2 separate regions of the Canis lupus genome follow, and region 1 is linked to region 2. A link is a contact called in public Hi-C data. All regions are on one chromosome and are shown on one strand. The core of a region is the stretch at or near the end of the contact, and the rest is flanking DNA. Distances in the headings are between cores, read along the strand shown.

The links. Hi-C and Micro-C count contacts between places; a contact is called where the count stands out from the background.
Region 1: a Hi-C map of skin fibroblasts shows a contact between it and region 2, with 4 times the contacts expected there. The contact joins two enhancer-like sites. A contact is called at or near these places in 2 of 9 Hi-C or Micro-C datasets (amygdala and skin fibroblasts).

The regions. Positions count from the first base shown.
Region 1 is chr4:5,710,893-5,715,170 of UU_Cfam_GSD_1.0, reverse strand. No RefSeq gene overlaps it. Among named protein-coding and RNA genes, the nearest start is that of TARBP1, 18 kb to the left of the region's middle. Within about 2 kb of position 2,265, at least 9 of the 20 cell types and tissues checked have an H3K27ac peak or open chromatin away from gene starts, as enhancers often do.
Region 2 is chr4:5,527,498-5,531,550 of UU_Cfam_GSD_1.0, reverse strand. No RefSeq gene overlaps it. Among named protein-coding and RNA genes, the nearest start is that of IRF2BP2, 88 kb to the left of the region's middle. Within about 2 kb of position 1,445, at least 7 of the 20 cell types and tissues checked have an H3K27ac peak or open chromatin away from gene starts, as enhancers often do.

The sequences.
Region 1 (4,278 bases), core at 1,016-3,515, 180 kb before region 2:
ACGAGAATGTAAGTCTGTTCCAGGCAGGGGCAAGAGGGGGACTCTTGTGCCCAGAGCTGGGAGACGGTGACATGGGAAGGAGAATGTGAAGGGCCAGACAGCTCAGAGATGATTGCTCACGGTGCTGTGTCAGAGGAAGGGTAGTTATCTCTGTTTTCCAGGAGAAACTGGGGCCTCAGTATCCTGTTGTAGAATAAGTAATGGAATTCAGAACACCTGGCCTTTGGTGTCTTCCTCTGGGGCCCTGGTGATCACCTCCCAACAGGACTTCAAAGCCCTCTAAGCCCTCCTTGCGGGAACGACGCCCCGATGGGGCGAAAGCGGGGATGGTGCCTGCAATGCAAGCCCGGAGCCACCAGATGGCGCGCGGAACCCGCAGTGCCCGAGCGCCGGCCTCTGGTTGGTCCCGGCGCAGGCCCAAGGCCCAAGGCCCAAGGCCCAAGGCCCAAGGCCCAAGGCCCAAGGCCCAAGGCCCGTAGGAAATGTGTTCCTGTGTCTCCTCCTGCCAGCGTCCTGCAAGGTTTTCACTCTTTAGAAAGCTCATCTCCAGAGGAGCCCGTGAAACCCCATACTGCACAGCTGTGCTTTTCCTGCCCTTTCGCTCCTGGGGACATGTCAGCCGCATTTCCCCTGGTCTTGAGGGTTTCAGAGCCGAGTCTCTTCTTGCCTGTTTGTTCCGCTGGAACTCGAAGTAGGCAGCACTTAGCTTCCATTTTGAAGCCCCCAATCCCGATGAAATGTAATCACTGGGGAAAAAAAATATCTCAAGGATTGTTTATTAGGGCAACCACATCTGGCATGAAAAGAGGCTGCAAACACTTTGTTACTCTGGTCTTCTGACTGCTAAGGGGGGGGGCGGGTGGCGAATGGTTTTTACGTAATCCCAAACCTCAGCCTCGAAGAGTTAATGATGTTACTCATGCCACTGGGGCATGAAAGAGAAGCTTGCGTTTTTGGGTGGTTATTGCTTGCCCAGAGCGTTGGAATGAGCCATCAGGCTGAGGGCCAAGGTACTCGGGCCACCCATGCAGTGAAATAATCCTCAAGAAATGCACTGCCTGGAATGGAAATGAAAGTAAAGCGAACAGTCATTCCAGGGCATTTACTAAATATTCCTGACAGTCATTCAGTCTAAAGTTTGCCTGATTCTCAATGCTGCAAATCTGAGATTTGGAATATGTTACAAAGATCACAGGAAATGATTGAAATCAAGCAGTTGGAAAACTCTTGTTCTTGTCAAGCTCCAGGTCGTAACAGTGAGCTCTGTTCTTATTTCAGTTCCAATAGGAATGAATAATTAATAACCCACTTTTTGAATGGAAAGTACATTTCAATGGATGAGTGATGCTTTCAGAAGGCCCTCTGAGGGTTATTGTTTATTTCCTTATTTCCTTCATTCTGAAGTGGGACCCTGGGTGAGAAGAAAGAAGCAATATTCAAATGTAGGATGGCCTACATTTTTGACTCATAGGAGACGCATGTGAATACAGAAAAGCGGAATCTAATGTTGACATCGGCATCTACTGTCTAGGCACTCTGTTCCAGGTCTTGGAAGTACTTGCTTACTCTTCAGTGTGATCGTTGGCATTGGCCTGGTTTTTCAGATGAGGAAATCAGGCTCAGAGAGGTTAAGTAGTTTGCTTAAAGTCACACAGCTAGTAGATTCCAGGACTACAAGTTGGAACCATGTATGCCTGACTTCACAGCCCGGGTCCATTCTCTTTCCGCCACGGCATTTAGCAAACGCGCAGGAGCGCCACGCTGGGAATGATCTAGGAGGTCATTTAGGCGAACCCTCGAAATAATGTAGCCATTCTTCTGGTGTTCTCCACTAAGTCAAAAGCCAAACAGGTATAAATATGCCTGAAATCCAAAGCTGAAGCCTAAAGAAATAAAAGCAACTCTTCAGAATGCAGGCAGAGGGCAACACATAATGCTGCTATGAGTGGGATGGCCATGGCATCCTGAGGTTCTGTGTGCTGTAAATAAGAGACTCGGGGGGAATGCTACTATCTCAGAGTCCTCTGCCCTGGATCCCCCCTACAGGTCCCAGAAGGAAAAGTCATGCTCAATAGCACCCACTCAAATCTACAGAAAGCCACCTAAGTGGAGTGAGTGTGGGTGACGGGCTTCAGGCCACACAAGTTGGTGGCAGAGCCAGAACTATTTCTGCCACTTACTGCCATGTCTCCATTGTACCCTCGTGCTGCTTGTCCTTGCTACCTCACACGTCTCTCACCATGACTAGCTCTGTGTGAATTTGGTGAGGAAACCCAAAACCAGGTTTCAGTTTTCATTACATACCGGAAACTTGGCCTCAGATCACTAAGAGGTTCACTGTGGTTTGTGAACCTTTTAAGCAGATGGAGCCAGGCTCCTGCCATACTTCTGCCCCCACTGATGCCAGCAGGGATTTATGGGTGTGAGCGGGAAGCGGGACCTGTGGAGCACACATTGCCATGTGCCAGGTGCAGGCTGGCCTGGTGTGACACGGGGCATCCAGGAGCCTCTGCAAATCACAGCTGCGGAGTTTCTCTGAGCTCTGGGTTTGGGGGGAATGGCTTTCCGGAGAGAGAGGAAAGGAGGGGAGGGGATGATTTAGGAGGTGTGCCTATTCATTTGCAAATGAAGTTATGGAAGTTGCTAGTGAGATTTATATAGGTAATTAAGTGATAATGGCTGTGTAAGGCTGCTTGAGTTGGATTTCCTGTAAAACAACTGAAAGGACCAAGGCCTTTTTGAGCAATGTCTTATTGTTTAGCATTTTCAAAAACAATTTCGGTTTCCACAGTACTTTGTACTTGCTAAATAGTGACTCCTCAAAGCACCCTTGGAGGGCATCCCCCAAAGACTGGTGGTCTCCATGCAGGGCACATAGTAGATCACCCCCACTCCCACCCCAGGCGATTGAAGGAGGGACCAGAAGACATCCTTCGATTGGCCTGGCTAAGCAGAGAATGCTTTGTTTTGTTTTAAATCATCAAGATCCTCTGAAAAACCAGCCTAGAGTGATCCAGTTTAATTAAGGGGACCAAGCAAACTATGAAGAAACCAGGTACAAACACTGTGCAAGGATCTTGTAAGAGTTCAAGTCCAAACTGCTGTGTAAAAGAGTGATGGCTGTCTTCCCAAGCCAGCTGTCCATGGGGGCCAGGATACCCACTAGAGTGGGAGAAAAGAATAAAGGAGAAAAGTGAGAGTCTGAGTCCAATCCAGACTGGATAATCAGTCCTCAATTAGATTAATTAATAGCTGCTTTCTCTCTATATATGTTATTTTATATTTGGAAAGACAGAAAGACTCGCTTATCTACATATGTGTGCCAGAATGAGGGCCATTTCTTAGAAAGTGATGGGCTGTGGCTTTCTGATTTCTGATTCTTTCTTTTCCTTTGGTGGAAAGGAAATAAATGGTGAAAGTCGAAATAAATATTCAGCCCCAGGACGAAGCGTGTAGAAGACACTTGAAGAGATAATGTACTGTTTTGAACATTCGAGGTGCAGCCTGCTTAATGGGGAGTGCTGAAAAGCTCAGCTTCTTTTCATGTTTGTCCTCTTTTGGGGTTTTAAAATACTCTTTCAATTCTTTCGGTTCTATGGGCGAGGGCTCGAGGGCTTGCACGTCTGTAAGCTGAGAGACAGGTTTTGAAAATTATGGTGCACCTTGATTCAGTGAAAGAAGGTAAGTGCTGACTTTTCCCTTTGCGTCTTTGGGTTGGTATCTGCAGCCAACATCTATAAATAAACCTCGTAGTAGGGGATTCAGTGAGGCACAAAAGCACGGCGGTGGTCCATATCAGACACTCGCTCGATATCTATCTAGTTGGAATAGAAAAGAAAGTGCCAAACAAGAGGCACCGTCAGAAGTTCAGAGGGGGCCTCTTTTGGATGCTGTGGCAAGATGAGGGAAGTTCAAAGAGAAGAGGAGGTGGTCGTGCTGGGTCCTGAAGCAAACCTATGACTAAGGTCGCAGGAGGGAGAAAAAAGAGAGATCCAGGAATCAAAGCTGGGCTGGGCCCGCTGGTGCCTTGTCAATACTGAGAGGTCACTGGGAGAGGCAAATCAGAGGGCCGGATGCCGGATAAGGAATTCCAAACGTGCCCGTGTACTCAAGAGGAGACTTTATTGTCCTCAGAATCTGAATAGAAAATAAGCCAAATTAATAAATGTGTCATCAGATGTCTAAAAGTGGAACGTGCCAACGCAGTATCGCAACGGAACCCAGCCATTGTGTAGTTATCGATTGACGTGGAGGGTGGGGGTGTTTGAACATGACTTA
Region 2 (4,053 bases), core at 196-2,695:
GTTCAGGAGGCATGGGGGGGGCGGGGCCCAGGGCCCAGCTCTGCATGGTGATGGGGTGAGGACCCTTTTCTTTATCATTTTTCCTAATGATCCAGAAGAAAGAGTGAACAGCAGGTAAACACCACTCTCATGGAACTAAATGGGGAAGTGTTGCAAACGCTGGAGAGGCCGGAGAAATTATGTCAGTGGCCGTGAAGAAATAGCCAAGAGAGAATTGTCCTGGAAAGGCCTAAGTTGGCACGTCTGGAGGCCAATATTCCAAAATGGGAAGGTGTATGAGACTTACAGTGCAGGAATTGAGGAAATCGGGGTGCAGGAGCTCAGAGCATAGGGTCCCAGCCTCTGGTTGAGCTGAAGCTGAGACCCCAGCAAGGGACTGGCTCCTCTCCATTTGTTGGGGTAAGTCCAGAGAGCCAACCCAGGGAAGAAGAGTGGGGAGGTGCCCAGGACACAGGAGGGGATGACAGCATCACCTCAACATCTTGTGGCGGCAGCTCCCTGTCGCCGGATCACATGGGGTTCTGCCCAGAGGTGAGTCTGGCCAATGCTGGGCCTCTGGTCCCAGCTGTTCCATACCTAGGGTTTCTCTTGTTCTGAATCGTTGCCCACGTGCTAACTGCACAAGGAGGATAGAATAATGATGTTCCAGGCAGAACCGGAAGGAAGGCACAGCAGATGAAAATGGAACAAAGAGATGTGTGGTTGGAACCCTGGGAAGAAGTTTCCCCAGTGACATCCAAATAGGCTGCAAATGGCCTTTAGCAGGGAACTCCCTGTCATAATCTAAACCAGAACCCAACGAGGCAGGGTGGATGGCTAAGAGCGAGCACATGGGTGCAAGGGAGGATGGCGGCGAGGCCACCACTTGGATCCCCCAGAACTAGGTGTGTCCCCACTGAAGAGAGCTGCCCTCTCCCAAAGGAAAGATCAAGGTTAAATCTGCAACTGTCAGTGTGTCTGGCAACAAAATAAAAGGAAACCACATTCTCCATGAATGAAGGAGGAAGCAGGAGGAAGGTAGTTGTTGGTTTTTTTTTTTTCTTTTTTCTTTTTTTAAAACATGAGTAAGATCCTCAATATGTTTGAGATTATTTAGCAAATTCTCTGAAAAAAGCCTCGGGTCACAAACCAACAGATCATGGATGTAGAAACCATATTCTTCCGATGTCCCTCCCCTCCTCAACCCCAAAGATAGCAGGGTGGGCGTCGTGGGGGTCTCTGTTTAGTTAACCATTAACAATTCATAAAAGTCCAGACCTCTGCACGATAAGTCCAGTCCTTGGAATGTTATTAGAAAATCCTATTTCTGGTCTGTTATGAAACAGAGGTTTTGATGTGCTGCCAGGTTTATGGGGAACTCTGGAAACAGAACACTTGCTGCTCTGAGGAGCTGAGGCCAGTGGGTGTTACATAAAGCTTTCCTAGCAACTCAGGTTTATCACAGAATGTGAGGCTGCAGTGGAAAAAAGCAAACGAGTTAATGCAAAACATGAGCCAACCCACTATCCCCATTTGCTCTGAGGCCAGCCAGCAAATTTGTGGGAGTGATTTTAACCCATGGGGCCCCGCAGGTCTGGGACTCTGCTTGGCTGCAGGTTCAGCCCAAAAATGCTTGGACGGCTCAGAGCCCAAAGGCACCTTCATGTAGAACTCACGGAAATGCAAAACAGCTCTGTTTTTTGTTTTGTTTTGTTTTGTTTTGTTTTGTTTTGTTTTTGCCTCTGAACCAACTGCTGATTGAAATTCACACAAACACATCTTCTTTCGCCGTCCTGCACTGCTCTTGCTTTCTCTGGGCATCGCAGGAATAAAAGCGAGTAAGGTCACATCGTCAAATCCCTGCCAAGTAAAATGCATCTAATGGCGCGACTGTGTGTCTGAAGTAAATGGATAAGAATCTCATTTCTAAGCTCTTGGACCCCAAATTATGCAGATTAGGATCGAATCTTTCTTTGGATATGGTTGCCGACTTTTGTGGGGTTTCTAAAAAGCATAGGTCCAGTCAATAGTTGTACACCTCTCGGGCGTGGGAGGGTAGGGGTGGAAGGACATGTGGGCAGCAACCACACAGAATACCATCTGAACTGCAAATCAAGGCCAACAGTCTACTAGGATCTGCTCGCATATGACCAGTGTTACAGACAGGAGGAGATTGCTCAGCTGGGAGGGTGGGTCTGACATGTTGGGCTGGGTGGCGGTGGGGGTCACCTGTCAAGAAAGAAGCTGGTTGAATTGGAACTCAAATGGAGAGAGGAAAGGCAGTTGGAGGGGAGCAGGTTCCTCAGTGGACAGCACTCAATAAACCTGCCTGGGGACCTAGAGCCTCTCTCTGCGCCACCCCTGGACCAGGGTTCAATGCCTGCTTCCGGGACAATTGGGGACAGAAGAACTAATTACTTCATTTGGGAAGGAAAACACCCATTTCATAAAATCCCAGAGCTCCGTGTCCCTGTGAAGGCAGTCAGCACAGTGGGCAGATGATAATCTTTCCTTACATAAACCAGATCACCCCAAATCTAGAAGATCCATAACCGCCAGTCATTCTTGCAGAAGGTGAAAACAGCTTGTTTGCCTTAAAACAAAGAAACCCCAAGACCTCCTCATTGGCTTGGAAGTTGAAGTCGCTCAGTAGAAGGTGCATTTCTATTTTCGGTAGGCCTTGAGAAGTCACCAGAAATCCAGAAAAGAATTTGCCCCGAGATGTCTCTTAAAAGATTTCATAAAAGCACAAACAAAGACAGACGGAGGTCACTAAAAGCAGCAGCAGATCTGCCTGAGGAAGACGGTGGCGTCCAGCCACAGTCCCTTCACCATCTAATAATAAGGTATTATTATGCCCATTTGATGATAACGAGGAGGGGAACCCTCTGCAGAAGGCTTCGCCCCAGGATTCCTGCCCCGCCCGCAGGTGGGGGCGCCGGCCTGCAGGCCTCGGCCGCCGGCCAGTGTCTGGTCGAGCAAAGCTGTCTGCAGCCGGAATGGCCCGAGTGAGCCAATTGCAATTGAAATGAGATCAATACTACTCCTTTTTCTCTTGCTGGCTCCCGAGTGATTCATGAATCTGAAAACCAGTTCATGAATCAGAGTGAGGTGGGGAGGTGGTGGGGGGGTGGCTGGGGCGGGGGCGGGAGCACATTTGTGCTGTCAGGAACCTCAGTTTCTTTCGTGAACCCAGCCATGAGTTGCATAACGCTTGCCTGCCTGCGAGTTCTAACCGGTCTTTTCGGAAGTAGCTTTTGGCTTCCATTTGTTCCTTCTTTTCCTTCTCCAAAAGGGAAAGAAATGACACCGTGTGCCGATTGTGTGTTCCTCTGTGTCGGTGGGTAGCTTCACGCCCTTTGTGTAGCTGAGAATGTGTGTTCTTTGTATGTACGTGAGCACGAGTCCGTGTGTGCGTATGTATGTGTGCGCGCGTGTATAAATGGCTTTTGGATGCACGTTGTATGTGTGCCTGTGTGCTTGTGTGTGTTTGTGTGTGTGTGTGTGTGTGTGAGGGGGGGGGGCGGAGAGAGAGAGAGAACAAGCAACGTGGGACCGGCCGCAGGCCCTTTAAACCTGAACAGGAGCCAAGTTGATTTCTCAGCGGAGCTTCATAAGGAAGCAGGAGATGGGGCAGTTGGAAACCACAGCCCTGTGAGTGCTGATTACAGCCTGCTAAGGAAAATGAGATTTTTATCTCACAGGAATTCAGTTATAAAAATAAAATACAACGTCTGGCTTGATTCAGCTAAATGTACAAGCACCGGGGCGTTTTTAATTTAACGGGGAAGTTGGACAAGAGAAATGACCTAAACCATTGCGTTTCAAGAAAGTCAGGGGAGAGGGGGCGGTTACAGGAAGGAAGTGGGAGTGGAGGTGTGTGTGTGTGTGTGTGTGTGTGTGTGTGTGAGAGAGAGAGAGAGAGAGAGAGAGAGAGAGAGAGAGAGAGAGATGGAGGGAGAGAGGGAGGGTGAGCAGGAGGGAGGTGGATAGAGAGAGAAAAACCACCCTGCTGGCAAATGGATGCAGCAGGGATGATGTCACTGAAACAGTTGGAGGAGAGCAGAGAAAAAC